Regions from separate parts of the Macaca fascicularis genome. Here region 2 is linked to region 1. The links are chromatin contacts, called in public Hi-C maps. All regions are on one chromosome and are shown on one strand. Each heading gives the region's core, a stretch centred on a gene start, on an enhancer-like site or on the middle of the called end of the contact. The rest is flanking DNA. Distances are from core to core; before and after follow the strand shown. Region 1 holds the start of IDNK (IDNK gluconokinase). Region 2 holds the start of KIF27 (kinesin family member 27).

Evidence for each region. A called contact is a pair of places that touch in the nucleus more often than the background predicts.
Region 2: a contact with region 1 is called in a Hi-C map of skeletal muscle, with 5 times the contacts expected there. The contact joins the promoter of KIF27 here to the promoter of IDNK in region 1. A contact is called at or near these places in 2 of 2 Hi-C or Micro-C datasets (liver and skeletal muscle).

The regions. Positions count from the first base shown.
Region 1 is chr15:114,233,169-114,238,588 of T2T-MFA8v1.1, reverse strand. It overlaps IDNK (IDNK gluconokinase), which reads right to left and starts at 1,918. Exons shown (of 6, transcript XR_012424829.1): 1 at 1,725-1,918.
Region 2 is chr15:114,544,241-114,549,089 of T2T-MFA8v1.1, reverse strand. KIF27 (kinesin family member 27) reads left to right here and starts at 1,591. Exons shown (of 18, transcript XM_005582030.4): 1 at 1,591-1,756.

The sequences.
Region 1 (5,420 bases), core at 669-3,168:
CTGGGCGTGGTGGCGGGCGCCTATAATCCCAGCTACTCTGGAGGCTGAGGCAGGGGAATCGCTTGAACTCGGAAGTCGGAGGTGGCAGTGAGCTGAGATTCCACCACTGCGCTCCAGCCTGGGCAACAGGAGTGAAGCTCCATCTCAAAAAAAAAAAAAAAAAAAAAGAAAAAAGGAAAAAAAGAAGCCAAGCCTCAGAACCTTTGCACCTGCCATTCCCTCTGCCTCTCCTGCCCTTTGCTCAGCTATCCACATGGCGGACTCCTCAAGTCTTGCAGGTCTTTGCTCAAACGCCACTCCCCCAGAGGAGCCTTCCCTGACCACTCTGCCTGGCACCCTATGTTCTGCTTACTCCAGAGCATCTCACCAATTCACACACTACATATATTCATTTACTCTGTCTCCCATACCAGAATGTAAATCCTTTGAGGGCAGGGATTTTATCTGTCCTGTTCACTATATGACAATGACATAGAGGAAGGATTGAGCTCAATAATTACTGAGTACATGAATATCACAAGCTATACATCATAGGGATTAGACCCCCCTCAACTGATCCAAGACTCAGAAGGGTACATGAATTACCCAAGCTCACACAGCCAGACAGCAACAGAACCAAGACCTAGGGCTGTCCACTCCTGTTACATCACACGATGGCAATGATTTTACATTCTCCAACTGATTCAAATCATGTGGCAGCTAGGGATTTGGGGCTCCATGTTTTATTTCAATTTCAGTTCAAGATTTCTTATCTTTGTCGCTAAGAACCCTACAGCAATTTTGGAAAGCAAAACCCATCTACCTGGAGTAAGTCTTTACACCTGACTACACGGGCCACAACATGGGCCGTTCCTGATTCAGAAAATTCTAGAAGGGTCCTATAGGCCCTTGAAGGTTATAATGTTTTAGGTGATCAAGTTCTATCCTTTGCTGCCTGTGGTCGAACGCTGCAGCAGCTGTCTTTTCTGATAAAGGGCACAGTTAGACTTTGGTTTAAACAGGAAGCCAAATGTTAACTCCTCAGTCTCCAAATTAGCACACTGGGCTACCTATGTGGTTTCCACAATTCTCTCCTTTCTTTCCAAACCTTCAGGAGCTACCCTCCATATTAACGCTGTCTCCTTCCAGGTTAAGCTGATGAAAGGAAGGGGAAAACGATTCACTACAAAATCGAATCGGAGAAGTCCAGGGCCTCACAGGAGGAGGCCGCTGTGTGTTCAGATGGCCAAAGGTCCGTGAGAGCCTGGGCCGTGGTTTGCGTCCTCTCGCTAGAGGCCGTGCACCCTCCCGCCTAGCCCCGACGAGGCGCCCGGAAACCGAGCCCAGCGCCGCTCGCTAGGCCTCCACTGCGCGGCCCCGCAGCCGCCTCTTCAGGAGTGGCTTCCTCCCTGAGCATGCGGTCGCTGCAGCCTCCCTGTCTTAGAGCGGGAACCCTGGGCTCGGATGCGGTCCCAGGATGGGCGCTCTGCTAGCAGGCTGGTGGGCGGGGAGAGTGCGCGCAGCCGCGGGCCTCGGTTTCTTCATCTGCAAAGGGAAGGGTGGGGGGTCCCCACGACCCCATTTCACCGGCAGGGACGGCGACACGTCCGGCCTCCGCCGCGCCCGCAACGTCTCTCCCGGGCGTCCCCCGCCCTCTCCCGGACCTACTTCCCCGAGCCGCTCACGCCCATCACCAGCAACGCGCCCGGCGCCGCCATGACCCGAGCCTGGCTCCTTCCAGTCACCTTCCGGGCCCCGCCGTCCCCGGCCTTCCCGGCGCCCGAGGGGCGGAGCCGCTCCCGCCCAGGCAGGGCGAGTGAGGGCTGTGCCCCTCTGCGCTCCCCCGGTTTCCCCGCGCCCCTTTTCCATGCTTTCCGCCTCCCTTTCCCAACCTCCCCATCTCTCTCTCCAGCCCCTTCTTTTCCTCTCCCCTCCCCTCCCTCTTTCCTCTTCCCGGAAGTGAAGCGCGCGCCCGGCCTGGCACTGGCGTCTCCCTGGGCTGCCCATAGTCGCCCAAAGCCCCGCCACCTGTCTTCCTACTGTCCTGGCCCCTCTTGGTTCCAGAAGAGCCTCACCCTGGCAGGCTGGATCGTCATCCACCCATGGAAAGCATTCATTCATTCATTTATAAAAATGTTTTATAGAAAGAATAAACGGAAAATAAGACTCATACTTTCCCACACCAGGCAGCATAAGCAGCACTTCCTAACACGACACCCCTTTCCCCGCGCCCCCGCGTAGGTAGATGGGTATGAATATTTTGTAAAACTGGGATCAGGCCGTACACAGCGTTTTGTAATCTGGCCTTTTGTCACAATAATAAATGGCGGCCATCTTTTGGTGTCAAACTTAAGGTTGAGGGTTGACCATAGCAGCGTATGTCATGGCTGTGTGGCTCTGCTATTAAATCCAGCTCTTGTTGGGACTTTAAGAGGACGGAGCTCCACTTTAAAGTGTCCATTTGCTTTAAAACAATGTGTTAATTATGTGTCGTTTGAACTATTTGATTAAAAGCACTTCTAACCGCATTTAGCATCACCTCCTTTGGTCTTTTGCATTTAGCATCACCTCCTTTGGTCTTTTGTTAACCAAGGTCGTAGGTATTACTCTGTGTCCTAGAAAACAATAAAAGTGACATAAAAGCATTTATCTAATGAATAGTTCAATTACTCCTGCACTGCCTTTGTTTTTCATATACTTAGCTTGAGTAGATGAGATTTCAATCTGGATGGGGGCTGTACAGATGAAGAAATTGAGGCTTGGAGAGAAGGTCTTACAACTCAGTTATGGTCAATACTCATTTCTTGAACATCTACCATGTGCTGGTAATATTAATATGCATTTAAAAGATTACACTCTCGGCATTCTCAAGCTTGATAAGAGGAATAGATGTGTATGCAAATACTCTAACTTGTGTCCTGCTTCTCTAGCTCAGTATGAAAAAAAAAATCTCATATTTCTTTCATTGTTCAAATCAGAATTATTAGCAGAAAATCTGGTTCTTCTCCTTGGATTTCTTTCCCAAGACATGTCCAAGGATCTTAAACTTGCTGTGCTGCTCAGGGTGGCGGCAGGAAACAGCATGCTCAAATTGGGGCAGGTGAACAGAATTTAACAAAGGGACTATTTGTAGAGATGTGGGTAGGGTCAGAAAAAGCAACTAGGGGCAGAGTCCGGATCTGAGTAACTGAGAAGTGTTTTCACTCTTAAATAGAAAGGGGCCGATGAGAGGGAGCCTTTATATGAGAAGGGAAGAGAATGGAAAGAAAGAGACAGAGAGAATAGACCATATAGAAAGAAGTATCTGACAGGACTGTAGCCTTAGGAAGAGAGACAGACATTCCTTGTTGACCCAGCAGAAAAATAATCAGGAGAATAAATAGCCTCTCCTCCCCTCCTCTTGCACTGTGATCTGCTAGTGGCCAAACCCCACCCGTCAAACCCAATTGGAAGGTGGAGAGCTAGGGAGTCCATTGGTGCCCATGCATGCCAATTTCCTGGGCTCAGAGCAGGGAAGAGAACGGTGGAGATTGTATCTGGAGGGACCAATGAAAGATACCCAGCACACCAGTGTCAGTGAAACCCTGTGCCTGCTTCCAGGACAGCAGAACTTCAGAGGTGCCCCTAAGAGCTGAATCCCACATTTTTTGCTTTCCAAAGAGTGCCACCTGCTGGTCCTGGTTGTCTTGGTGCTTCCCAGCTGTTACTATGGGGCAACCCAGAGGATGAATATTGGTCTGGTTTTAGGTCTACTGCAAAACTGTTGTACTGAGGCACATGGTACTCTGGAAACCCCAAGTCCCTAGTGAGGCACAGCTTCCTGCATGAGTTTCTATAGTCACTCAAGTCCAGATCACCCCCAGATTCTGGACAGCATGTACTGTAAGTCTCAAACAGAAGTGGCAGTGCTCCTGTATGAAGCTGCCCATTTCCACAGGGGTTAAACAGAGCTCAGTGACGAGCACCTTAATGTGCACAGGCACTTCCCTGGGAGGCAAATCATCCACAAAGATGGCTGGGTTGGGGCAGATATTCACATAACAGGAGCCTCACAGTTGTGATATGTCTAATTGAGAAGAGTTTGGATCTTCCCCCTTTCCCTTCCAGGAGAGTCCTTGATCCCAGTTTAATTCTGAGAGTTCAAACAGATGCATGAGAGAGCTTAGAAGTCAAATCTCGGGTCTTCACCAAGCCCTAAAGTAGCTCGTTATACCTTCTTCTGGAAATAATGGATGTATACTTGCTTCACATCTTCATAATTAAAAGGGGCCACTTGAAAGATCCAGAACAAAGTTTGCACAAAGGCAAAATGGTATCTGTTACCTCAATAGATGTAAAAAAAGCACTTGACAAAATTTAACTTCCCTTTGTGATCAAAATACTCAACAAACCAGCAATACAAAATTCCCAACCTGATAAAGAGTATCTATGAAACCCCCAGGTAACATCATACTTAATGGTGAAAAGACTGAATGTTTCTCCCTATGATCAGGATGAAGGCAAGAATGTCTTCTCTCACCACTTCTATTCTACATTCTGCTAGAGGTTCTAGCCAGGGAAGTTGGATAAGAAAAAGAAATAAGAGGCATCCAGATTGGAAAAGAATATGTAAAACTATCTCTATTTCCAGATGACATGATCTTGTTTATAGAAAACCTAAGGAATCCGCAATAAACCTACTAGGGTTAATAAATGAGATCAGGAAAGCGACAGGTTATAAGATCAGTGTACAAAATCAATCGTAATTCTAAACAATCTGCAAATAAAAAATTTAAAAAAATTATTTACAAGAGCATCAGAGAGAACAAAATAATTAGAAATTTAACAGAAGTATAAAATGGTAGTCTGAAAACGACAAAACATTTTTGAAAGAAATTAAAGGAGGCCTAAATAAATGGAAAGACAGCCTGTTTTCATGATTTGGAAGACACTATTTTTGAGATGGCAACACAGGATTCAACATAATCCTCATGAAAATCCCAGCTGACTCCTTTGCAGAAATTGAGAAGTTGATTCTGAAGTTCATAAGGAAATTTGAAGGAGATAGAAAAATCGTGAAAAAGGGAAAAGTTGGAGTATTCACATCTCCCATTTAACAAACTTATTTCACTTATACACTCATAAAGTCAATTTGGTACTGACATAAGGATAGACACACAGACCAGTGGAATAGAACTGGGAGTCCAGGAATAAATCCATAAGTTTATGGGAAGTTGATTTTCAACAAGGGTGACAAGAGGAAAGAACTGTCTTTTCAACAAATGGTGCTACAACAACTGGATGTACACATGTATAAAAATAAAGTTTATTTATTTATTAAATAATTATCATTATTTTTCTGAGGCAGACAGGGTCTCACTCTGTTGCCCAGGCTGGAGTGTAGTGGCACAATCTCTGTTTGCTGCAACCTCCGCCTCCCAGGTTCAAGCGATCCTGCCACC
Region 2 (4,849 bases), core at 342-2,841, 310 kb before region 1:
CCTCCGCCTCCAGAGTAGCTGGAACTGCAGGCATGCTCGGCCACACCCGACTAAGTTTTGATTTTTTGTAGGGATTGGGGGGGGGGTCTCATTATGTTGCCCAGGCTGGTCTCGAACTCCTGGGCTCAAGTGATCCTCCCAGTTCAGCCTCCCAAAGTGCTGAGATTATAGGTGTGAGCCACTGTGCCCAGCCTGAATTTTTAAAAATTTAAATAATTCAGTTAAAAGAAAAAAAAAAACATAAATAGTCAGCTTTTTTCCCCACCTTCATTCGTATATTTCATGAGAGAAGGAAGTATTTTTGAAGATGCTTAGATTGTGCTACTAAAAACAGGAGGCACTAAAGCTTTTAAAGCTAAATTGGTAAAGTTAAATACTACGATGCAACCCAGCAATTCCACTCTTAGGTCCATACCTAAAAAACCTGAAAACAGGCCCGGCGGGGTGGCTCACGCCTATAATCCCAGCACTTTGGGAGGCCGAGGTGGGCGCATCACCCAAGGTCAGGAGTTCGAGACCAGCCTGCCCAACATGGTGAAACCCCGTCTCTACTAAAAATACAGAAAACTTAGCCGGGCGTGGTGGCACATGCCTGTAATCCCAGCTACTCCGGGGGCTGAGGCAGGAGAATTGCTTGAACCCATGAGGTGGAGGTTGCGTTGAGCCTAGATAGCGCAATTGCATTCCAGCCTGGGCAATAAGAGTGGAACTCCATCTAAAGGGCCGGGCGCGGTGGCTCACGGCTGTAATCCCAGCACTTTGAGAGGCCGAGGCGGATGGATCACAAGGTCAGTGGAGATCAAGACCATCCTGGCTAACACAGTGAAACCCCATCTCTACTAAAAATACAAAAAATTAGCCGGGTGTGGTGGCACGCGCCTGTGGTCCCAGCTACTCGGGAGGCTGAGGCAGGAGAATCGCTTGAACCCGGGAGGCGGAGCTTGCAGTGACCCGCGATCATGCCACTACATTCCAACCTGGGCGACAGAGCGCGACGCCGTCTCAAAAAAAAAAAGAAGTCCTGATAGTTGTTACAACATGACTGTAGCTTGAAAACATTAAGCAAAAGAAGCTAGACACAAAAGGTCATATACTGAATGCTTCCATCAATAATGAAATGCCCAGAATAGGTAAATCTATCATAGAGTCAGAAAGTAGATTAGTGGCTGGCTGGGGTTGTGGGGAGAGGGGAACTGGAAGGAATGACTAACTGGTTTGGAGATTTTCTTTTGGGGTTATGAAAATGTTTCTGAACTATATACAGAGGTGATAGTTTAATGCACTGTGAAGGCATTAAACGCCACTGAATTGTAAGTTTTAAGATGGTTTATGTTATGCAAGTTTTACTCAATAAAAATAAAAATAAACTGAATTGGTAGCTAAGATATTGAAACACAGTGTGGAATCGTTCTCATTCATTTCACGAACCCGTGGAAAGATGCTTCCGCTCAGGCCTCACAGACCGGTCCCAGCGCGTTAGTGGGACACAACTCGGGTTTGCAGGGAAGCCCGAGAGCTGGCCTTTTGCGGACTTCCTGGGGACGCAGGACTCTTGCGCACGGGCTTGGGGGCGTGCCCAGGTTCGGGGGCGGGGCCAGGACGCCGCGACCCGGGGAGGACGCGGCGGGAGGCGGGCTTCGCCGGTTGCCAGGAGAACCCGCGACAACAAAAGACGCGGGCGGCGGCGGCGCGGCGTGGCAGAGCGAAGCTGAGGAGTCCAGCCCTCGCCGCCAGGGCCCTGGGCTGTCCCGAGCCGGTCAGTGCGCGGCGGGCCTGGCCGGGCGGTGCGGGGAAGTGGGGCGCCCTCCCTTTCGCGGCACCCGCCCTCCAGCCCGCCGCGCCCGCGCTCCCAGCCCGCCGTTGGGACTAGTAGGCGCCGGCTTGGGGTCTGGGCCGTCGCGGGGTGGGAGCCAGAGGGTGGGCGGTAGGGGCGCCAGCGAGGCCTATGGGGGTGCCCGAGGGGTCTGGGGTCAGGAATGGGAGCCCGGCGAACGACTGGAGGCAGAGCGCCCCTTCCGGAGAAAGCTGGCTCAGCCCTGAGGAGCGGGGCCCGGGGAACGGGGATCGACCCCAACGCGGGACTCGGCCCCCCGGAGCGCACCCCGTGTTCGTCTCGTGTAGCTGCACGGCGTGAGGTGCGACGCGAGGGCCACCACCACCGAGCGCTTTGTTTTGTCGCAGGCGTCTTTTTCCCACTGTAGAGGTTGAAACTTCGGCGCATTCAAGCTTGAGAGCTCCCTCCCTCGGAGGCAGGTGCTGTAAAGAGCAAAGCGCCCCGATTCTTTCTTTGAAACACCTTTTAAGTAACACCGCCGTCTCCAGTGTTGAAAATCTTTGTTGTTTGCTTTTCTTTACTCCTTTGTCTTTACGCATTTGGGGCCTTTTCTGAGCTCCTCATGCGATTTACTATCCATCTACTGGGAAGTTTCTTATGAAAATAATTAACAAACCACACATTTCAGACAACCACTGCTTTCTGGGAAATCAAGGGGACGGGATGGCAGCGGTTTTTGGAGACACTCATTCCTGACCAGTGACATGACATGAGGGATTAAATATTTCTCTTGCCTTTCCTCAGATTTCAAAAACCCATTGAGTATACTTAAATACGACCAGCCAATCAGATTTCGCCTTTTTTCATTTATTGGTGACATAATACGTATGTTTCTGATGACTATAATTGATCAGAATCTGAAGAAGTATAAGTGCTATGGATTGTGGAAAAACTTTGTTTCTTGTATATTGATGTTTTACAAGCCCTATGTTTGTGGACCCTTATTATTGTTTGTTTTGTTTTGAGACGGGGTCTCGCTCTGTTACTCAGGCTAGAGTGCAGTGGCACATTGCAGCCTCAACCTTCCGGGCTCAAGCAATCCTCCAACCTCAGCCTTCCAAGTAGCTGGGACTACAGGTGCGTCACCACTGCCTGGCCCATTCTTGTATTTTTAGTAGAGACAGAGTTTCACCCTGTTGCCCAGGCTGGTCTGTAACTCGTGGGCTGAAGTGATCCACCTGCCTTGGCCTCCCAAAGTGCTGGGATTACAGGCATGAGCCACCGTGCCTGGCCCCGTTATTATTTTTTTTAATGCTTAGAATAAGTTTCAGTTGCCTTTATAACCAAATTGTTTATAGATATTACCATTAAAAACCCCAAGAAATGAGGCTGGGCATGGTGGCTCATATCTGGAATCCCAGTACCTTGGGAGGCTGAGGCGGGTGGATCTCTTCAGCCCAGGAGGTCGAGACCAGCCTGGGCAACATGGTGAAACCCCGTTTCTACTAAAAATACAAGAATTAGCCTGGCGTGGTGCCTGTAATCCCAGCTACTTTGGACGCTGAGGCACGAGAATCGCTTGAACCAGGAGGCTGAGGTTGCAGTGAGCCGAGATGGTGCCGCTGTGCTCCAGCCTGGATGACAGAGCCAGACCTTGTCTCAAAAACAAAACAAAACAAAACAAAAACCCAAGAAATGAAAATATCCCAATTTGGCATTTTTTATTAGCAACTTCATTGGAAGCAGTTAGGTTTGGCTTAACATCGTCCATGAGTTTTGCTTTAATTTGATGGCATACAAAGAAATAAACTAATCTGTATGGTGACTTCAAATGTTGGTTTTCAGAGACATTTGGAAGAATTAACTCAGCATTCCTGCAACTGGAAAAGTTTCCAGTACCAAATGATTGTAGAGTTCTTTAAGATCCAAGAAAGGATTTATCAAACACATGAGCATTTTGTTTTTTCCAGTGTAAAATTCATTAGAATGATTTTAAAACTGCTAAGGTTAGGTGTATCTCTTTGTTTCAGCCATTACAGATAGTTTGTTGACTCTCTTTTGGGATTTTACAGCCCAAGGGACCTGATATTTTTTTTACTCTCAGGGGACTTTTAGAAGAGTGATGTTAATTTTTTTTTGTTGTGATCCTCTTCATGCCATCTACTCACAGAATTACAAATGCAGAGTACCATTGCAGAGTTTTGTTTTATTTTGTTTTGTTTTTGACAGGGTCGCGACCCTTTTGGGATCAAGGGACCCTCTCGCTTCAACCTCCTGAGTAGCTGGGACTATAGGCGCGTGCGCCACCATGCCTGCCTAATTTTTTGATTTTTTGTAGAAACAGGGTTTCTCCATGTTGCCCCGACTGGTCTCGAACTCCTGGGCTCAAGTGATCCACCCACCCTGGCCTCCCAAAGTGCTGGGATTACAGATGTGAACCACTGTGCTGGGCCACGGTTTTTTTTTTCAAGGGTAGTGAATATTAATATTATCAATTCACTGTTATTAGTGTTATTAATAAAATGTTATTTCAGTCTAGTTGTCTCTGTTACTTAATGGTAATCTTCAAGACTCAGCAGCTTCTCCAAAGAACCTAGCCTCACCTCAAACTCATTACTTTTCATCATCTGCACTTAAACATTGTCATAGATTACTTGTTAAATTTAGTATAAGCTTTATCCTTCCAAAACTGAACATTTGTATATAAGTTTTTATGCAAACACAGTGTTTTCATTTCTCTTGGGAGTTTTCATTTCTCTTGGGAGTTTTCATTTCTCTTGGGAGCTGGGTCAAGTGATAACTGTATGTTTAACTTTTTGCGGAAATGTCAATCTGTTTTCCAAAGTGGCTGTACCATTTTACCTTCCCACCAGTAGTGTATGAGGGTTCTAATTTCTTTACACCCTGCTAACACTTATGGTCTGTCTTTGTTATTATAGCAGTGCAAGTGGATGTGGATTGGTATCTCATTGTGGTGGTTGTTTGTTTGTTTGTTTGAGACAGTCTTGGTGTATCACCCAGGCTGGAGTGCAGTGGTTTGATCTCAGCTCACTGTAACCTCTGCCTCCTGGGTTC